Regions from separate parts of the Rattus norvegicus genome. Here region 1 is linked to region 2. Evidence: chromatin contacts called from public Hi-C data. All regions are on one chromosome and are shown on one strand. Each heading gives the region's core, a stretch centred on a gene start, on an enhancer-like site or on the middle of the called end of the contact. The rest is flanking DNA. Distances are from core to core; before and after follow the strand shown.

Region 1 (3,944 bases), core at 320-2,819, 200 kb before region 2:
AAAACGAGAGAAACCAGCTAGGACCTAGTCCGCGGAAGAGGGATAGAAAAACCTAAGTCTAGTAAATTGAGAGAGGGGCTAGTTTCTGAGCAGTAGGTAGAAAACAGGGCTGAGAGGAGGAGAGAGCAAGAGAAAACAACACACCTGGCCAACGCACCCTGAGCAGCCTGGCCTGCCCTTCTTACCTGCCGTGAAACCAGTCCTGGCACATGTCACACTCGATCATGAAGCGGGTCACATCGTAAGGCAGTCGACAGAGGCAATACACAGGCACCGAGGCCATCTTCACAGGGGGTTGGATCGTTTTGCGCCGTGCCAGTTTTGAAGCTTTACAGGGTCAGAAAGGCAGCAACAAGCAAGCCGCCTTCCCTAGACGATGGCTAGACACAAACAACACTTCTTTACAAAGTGACTCCTCCGGCCCCAGGTTTCCAAATCGTTCCGTGTCTCCGCCCCCACCCCACCCCCTGGGTACCAACCTCCAGTTCTGAAAAAGGGAGTAACCAAGCCAGGACTCAACACAGCTGGTGAGAGTGCAGGAGTTAAGTGGAGAAAGTCCACCCACCCTTCAGGATTTCTTTCACTTGGAAAGAACAGAAAGAACGTTCTGCTTTCTGCTCTGCCCTGCCTTCCAAACGCCTCCCCCAGACCCCTACCTTCTTTGGCCCTGAAGTCAGTGACAACTTCTTTCCGGGTTTCATGTAAATATCTTGAAAGCCTTCGGGAAGCTTCTTTAATCCCTCACTGAACCCCTCTCTTCACTGCTCTCTTGCTTCCCAGGACTCAGCTCCCTTTATTATGACGCAAACCGCGGCATAAAAGATGAGGCTGGGAAGAGGGAAGCTGAGGAAGAGACCAGAGACCCTCTCTAGCCCCCCAAAATAGGAAGAGGCAGAGATGCGGAAATCCCTCTAAGTCTCCGCAGGTTATTCCGAATTGCCTCACCCCCCCCCCCCAAAGCCTTCAGGAACAAGAAAACAAGACTAAGCACCCAACTCAAATCACAGTTCTGGGATTGCGTTCGGAGAGTTTAAATTATCCTTTTCGTCATTCTCAGTATCATTCCTTCCTGAGCAGTAAGGAGTCTCATTATGCTCCAAAATGAAATAAACCGCAATTTCGTCCTCCACTCCAAAGCTGACAGGGTGCTCATCTCACCCCTGACACTAAAAAGGATCTCTTCGAAGCCCCAGTAAACTGACTAGAATTTCCTCACACCCGCGAAACTAAGCGAAGATTTTTTTTCCTTCCACACCTCCAAATGGCAGGCATTGCTTTGCAATCCCCTCAGACTGCCGAGGGTTCTGCTGTTCCCCACACCTGACAGACGTCTCGTCTGAAATAAGAATCTATCTTGCTCGTAGCCCCCAAAACTTACGAGGATCTCTTTACGCCTCCCCCACTGACAGGAACCTTTTTACGCCCCAAACCTGATAAAAACGTCCACGGTCCCAAACGCTACAAAGATCTCTTCATGCCCGAGGCTGCAGGGGGAACTCCTCAGGGCGCAGAGCTCAGCCCCAGAGACTCGCCAGCGGCTAGGCTCGCTCCGGGGCAACACAGCTCTGCGCTAAGCAGAGGCTATTCGGGCAGTTCCGGCCCGAGGCGGCGCGCGGTGAATTCTGGGATTGCCGCTGCAAAACTGTGAAGCTTACTTGCCTTCTCCTAGAAACCACATGCCGCGTCACGCAGTGCCCGTGGTCTGACCGGGCTTTAGGGCAGCGTTCACCACAGTCTCCCCCCCCAACCCCCCACAGTCTGGCCCTTTAGAGCCTTCTAGAGACCGAGGGCTAAGCCGAGGGGGCGGGGCCGCCGGGCGCACTGGCAAGCGGCTTTGTCGCTGCCCTCTTCACGAGATAGGCTCGCCGGGTCTGCAAAGACTGCTTGAGAGGTCGCCAGAACCCAATAATAGGGGGGATGTAGGAGATTCAAAGCAATCAATAAAGTTTATTCAAAATCACGAGGAAGCTGAAGCGGAGAGGGGTGGAGAAATATGGTAAACAGCTACCATATTGAGAGTGGCGGCGTTCTGTGAGGAGACAAGCTTGCCGCCATCTTATGAGGCTCGGGCACTAGAGGTGAAGGTGGAGCCCGGAACATCAAGCCCGCAACTCTTGCGTGACGTCATGGGGCGGGGCGACACCTTGAGAGAGCCTAGGATGTGAGCCTCTGCTAGGTGGCCCAATTGTGCTTGAGACCTTGAGCTGATAGGCGGGGAAGCCGCCATCTTAGGCGAGGCGGTAGTTTGGCTCCATTTTGAGTGGGGCCTGGAACCCCAAGTCTTCCGTAACCCTGGGTAAACACGGGAGTTTAAAAAAACAAAAAAAAGAAAAAAAAAAAAAGAAAACCCCCGCACCTTCCTCCTCCCTCCCTCCTAACACTCGCTGCCCCTCCCTCGTCTCCTCCTCTGAGAGGAGGTGAAGCCCGTGGCTCCAAACTGCAAAATTGATACATAGGGCTGCGGGGGCGGGTTTCAGCCTTGGGAAAGAGACAAAATACTCCCTACAGCTCATGTACATCGAGCACTTTTAGTGGATGAGATCCATTTTCCATGGTTGGAATATCATTTACTCTTAACCCTGTGGAAGAAAAAAATCTGTGATTATCACCAAATGAAAAAACAGGTTTAGAGAAGGCAAATGATTTGAGATCCTGGAAAATGAAAAAAAAAGACAGCATCTAATTTCTCCCACACTGAGTTGTGAGGCTCTTCCCAGGCTCTAGTCACGGACCTTGCAGGTTCAATTCTATAAGAAGCAAAATCAGTCAAGGCTTTCCATATATCTGTACCAGGATTTTCTAACTGAAAATAGTATGCTTTAAGATGGCACTGTTTCTTTTTCTTCAGACATTAATGAAATATCCCTACTTCTCACTTTCTTAGAGAATCTCATTACTTTATAGAAGAAAATGTATTTAAAAAAAATTGTTTTCTGGAGCCGGGGAAATGGCTCAGAGGTTAGGAGCACTGGCTGTTCTTCCAGAGGTCCCTGGTTCAATTCCCAGTATCCACATGGCAGCTCACAGCTGTCTGTAACTCCAGTTCTAGGGGTTCTGACACCCTCACACAAGATACATGTGCAGGTAAAACACCAATGCACGTAAAAAAAAAAAAAGAAAAAAGAAAATTTTAAAAAAAGAATGCTTTCTTACCAAAAAAGGAAAAGAGGAGTGGAAAAAAAGAATTGGGGCAGGGCAGGGGGTGATGATCTGGTATTGGGTGGGAGTAAAGGACTGAAGCCATAAGGGCCAGCAGAAAGAATGGAAGCAGGCAACCTTGGAAGGTAGGAGATGTGGGGGCGGGTGGGGGATCCTCCAGAGACCTAGGAGATAAGAGACTCTCAGAACTCAAAGGGAGGGACCTTAGATGAAATGCCCTACAGTGGGGAGAGGGAACTTATAGAGCCCATCTCTAGCAAAAAGACAGGTCATAAGTGAGGGATGGGGTTCCTATATCACACAATCAAAAACTGTGGCCCATAATTGTTCCTGTCTGAAAGAAATGCAGGAATGGAAATGGAGAGGTGCCTGAGGAAAAGGAGGTCCAGCAACAGGCCCAAAGTGGGATCCAGTTCAAGGGGAGGCCCCAAGGCCTGACACTATTACTGAGGCTATGAAACACTCACAAAAAGGGACCTATCATGACTGCCCTCTGAAAGACCCAACAAGCAGCAGAAAGGGTCAGATGCAGATATGTGCACCCAACCGATAGACAGAAGCTGCTGATCCCTCTGGTTGAATTAGGGGAAAGCTGGAGGAAGCTGAGGAGGAGGGCAACCCTGCAGGAGGACCAGCAGTCTCAATTAACCTGGACCCCTGAGATCTCTCAGACAATGGATCACCAACCAGGCTGAGATGAGGCAGTCAACACATGCACAGTAGAGGGCCAATGGGTCTGGGTTCAGTATCTAATCCTTAAGATTAGATCCCTGGAGGCCTCAGGG
Region 2 (3,456 bases), core at 148-2,647:
CCAAACACGTACTGTACTTACTGACCAGAAAACAGAATCACCAGGCATATTTACACCATTAAGTAAATGTTGCGCATCTGATCTTCCAAGGAAAAGAATGGTGTCTCAGGGCTTTGGAAAGCCCACCCGCCCTACCACCCCATCTTTGAAACCCCCTACTGAGCGTGTTCATCTTCCTGAATAGTGAGTCAATCAGTGAATTGTTTGGGCTAAGGCATGCCAAGATAAAAGCATGTTGAAATGAAAAGGACTTAAAGGATGGGTAAAAAAGAAGTACTAGGTGTCAAATGGGGGAAAATATAGAACAAAGGTGTTCGACTAATATCTGTTTTATTTGTCACGGGGTTGAAAACAGATATAGGGGAGGGAATGTCAACTGGAAAATGAAAAAAAAATATTTGAGGGGGGATGATAGCAAGAGAAACATGAAGCCCCGGAAAAATGTTGGGTCAATTCTACTAAAACCAACAGGTAGGCCAATTGCGTAAGCAAAGGGGGTTACTGGGATGGCATGGATAGGGAGATACAATCACGTAGGCAAGGGAATTGGTAGGCCATATGACGGGGCACAAGTGGAGGAAATGGTCGCCAGTAAGTTAGCTGACTGAGTGGGTGGCATGGTTAGGTGTTTAGTCTGGAAGGAACAGGTGTGGGGCATTTCATTTAAAATCTAACCCCTCCCTCACCTTGACCCGGAAGCGGATGAGTGCTAGCCTCACGCAGTGGCTCAGACAGGCAGGTGGCAGGAACCAGGCCCGCGGTGGAGGGGTGCCCTTGTTGCCCACGTGTCCCACGATCAGTTGCGCAGTCTGCCGCTCCGCCTGGCACCGACGGCCCCACTCCGCCAGTCGGTCCTTCCCCAGGCCCCCAGGGAACATGACCACCAGCTCCAGGCCGTCTCCGCCCGGATAGGCACAAGCCTGGCACAGCGCTGACAAGTAGCCCAGCATGGCATTCCACTGGCCGCCACAAACCCAATCCGTCTGGTAGCCACCATAGAGCCGCGGCAGCGCGGAGCCCGCGTCTACCAATACCCGAGCCCCAGGCAGCGGAGGGGGCGGCGGCGGATGCAGCCCTGGCGGCGCTTGGCCATGGTGGTGGAAATGGTGAGCAGGGTGATGGTGCCGAGTCGGCCCCGCGCCCCCGGAGTAAGCACCAAAGGCAGCAGGCGGGAGCGGCGGCGGCAGAGGAGCAGAGCCCCTGGCGATGCGTGGAGCCCCTGGCGCTAGGGCTGCTGGCGGCAGCTGGCGGTGCAGGTGCTGCTGCTGCTGCTGGCGCGAGACGGTGCGCGCGAGTTTGAGGAGGTCCACAGGCACCACAGCCCCGGGACAGCGCTTCTCCAGGAACTCTTGGAAGCCCTGGACGCCCATGCTTCCTCCGTGGGCAGAAGAAACAGCGGCTGCGCAAGCGAGCCAGGCGGCGATCCCCGCGCGAAGCTGGAGGCGGGCGCGTGCGCACTCCGCGGGGGGTAGGGGCGAGGGGGGCGGGGAGAGGGTTCGAGAGCGGGAGGGGCGAGGGAACGTGGGCGGGGAGGGGAGGAGACCACAGACTGGGTGCGGATGGAGAGCAGAGGTGAGGCTGACCAGACTCAGAAGAGGCTGGGAAGATAAAAGCGATGACAAATCGTAGTCACTTCTCTTTTCCCGTTCCCCTCCGCTGCTCTTCTTCACCTCTTCAAAGGGGGTGAAGCCTCTGCCTTCCACCTCCGGGAGCCATGTTGCCTCGTCTTCTCTGTGATACTCGCTTTCTAGCTGGGGGAGGGGTGCAGGGGCGGGGCGGATGAGCATCCTGGGAGTTGTAGTCTTTTCCTGGATAGCCTCAGGATCTAGTCTTCGAACCAGAGGATCACTCCTGTCAGGCCTTGATGTTCGTAAGTGTCAGAAGAAGCAAGGCATGAAAATGTGTGTATAGGATTTACACCAGAACTCTTAGTATCCAACCGAGTTGCCTCAGGATATTACACCACCATTCCCAGGGAAAGGAATGGAGCTGATGCATCATGGGAAAGGAAGTACTGTGGATTGGTAGAATTTGGCTAAAGTGAGCTAAAGTTCCTTGAGAGGGAGAAATTTCCCTTCCATAGAAAAGATAATATGCACAACATTAAATGAATGGAAAAGAACACATGTGAAGCATAACAACCACTACCATTTCTGTATCAATCCACTTGATTTTAGCTACTGTCATACTTTGAAGAGTTGTCCCCCTTACGAATGGTAAAAACATTTATTTAATACAATGAATGCATAGACAAACTAAAATCGACTCTAAGTTGCCTCAGGATCTCTGGTCAGGGAGATTAAACACTCGCTCAAATTCAACTACAACTTGGACCTTATTGGTACTCAGCTATGAATATGGTTAGGTGATTTGTTTTCCAACCTAGTAAATTTGCCCATGTGGGAGCAATTCAAAATAGCTGCAAAGCTTCTAATTTGATCACAGTCTTTTGAAGAGTACGTTTCAGCATGCTTCTCCAATGAAATCCATGTAGAGCCTTCTTCTGTCAAGCTTTTAGGGCTCAGTCCTTCAGCCAGAATACAGCAGAAAATAAGATCTGCAGAACACAAAAGGGCAGAACCTCAGGAATGGCATCAGACTGGTCTGTTAGGATGGAAATGCAAACTGGTTGCAAATTCTAGAAAGGGGTTTGTCATAAGGTCTAGAGTGGCAGGGATGGGAGGACAACATGAAGGGGAAGGAAGGGATGAAAGATGGAGGGAATAGATGCTTTCAGTAAAATGTGCTTACTAGAGAGTTTGCCCAGCATCCCTGTCCTAGAAATTAGCCCTCTCATTGTTAAATTGATAGGGTTACTGCAGAAGCTGTTGTCTTAGGTATGGTGGTATGTGCCTGCAATTCCAGCACTCAAGAGGTTAAAATAGGACAATCACCTTAAGTTTCAGGTCAACCTAGGCTACCCAGTGATTTCAAAGAAGCAAGAGAGTAAATAAATCCTATCATGTTCGCATATTCTTGTAATGCCATATTTTAACTGGATGTGTTGGCTTACATCTGTAAACCCAGCATTCAGAAGGACAAGGCAGGAGGATTGCCACCTTGAAACTAGTGTTTTCCATGTCAGCCTGGGATAAGAATGAAACCAAACAAACAGTAAAGAAAAAACATTAAACCCTAACAACAACAAAAATAATTGGATCCCACAAGTGAGATACTTTTAGATGAAAACTCTTATATTAATCTACTTTCAAAGCATCCTTTCTAAGCTGGTGAGATGGCTCTCTGGTTAAAATGCTTGCTTTGTAAACATGAGAACCTGAGTTCAATCCCCAGAGCCCACATCAAAAAGCCAGGCTCAATGCAGTGCATTTGTAATTCCAGTGCTGGGGAAGTAGAGCCAAGTGGATTTCTGGGATCCAGTGGCCAAGCAACCTAGTCTAATTGGTGAGTTCCAGGCCAATAAGAGACCCTGTCTCAAAAACTGAGATGGAACAC

Evidence for each region. A called contact is a pair of places that touch in the nucleus more often than the background predicts.
Region 1: a contact with region 2 is called in a Hi-C map of frontal cortex, with 4 times the contacts expected there. The contact joins the promoter of Phf8 here to the promoter of Fam120c in region 2. A contact is called at or near these places in 2 of 12 Hi-C or Micro-C datasets (frontal cortex and mammary epithelial cells).

The regions. Positions count from the first base shown.
Region 1 is chrX:23,965,203-23,969,146 of GRCr8, reverse strand. It overlaps Phf8 (PHD finger protein 8), which reads right to left and starts at 1,569. Exons shown (of 22, transcript NM_001108253.1): 1 at 1,431-1,569; 2 at 186-380. The coding sequence starts at 283.
Region 2 is chrX:23,765,506-23,768,961 of GRCr8, reverse strand. Fam120c (family with sequence similarity 120 member C) reads right to left here and starts at 1,397. Exons shown (of 16, transcript NM_001427708.1): 1 at 687-1,397. The coding sequence starts at 1,370.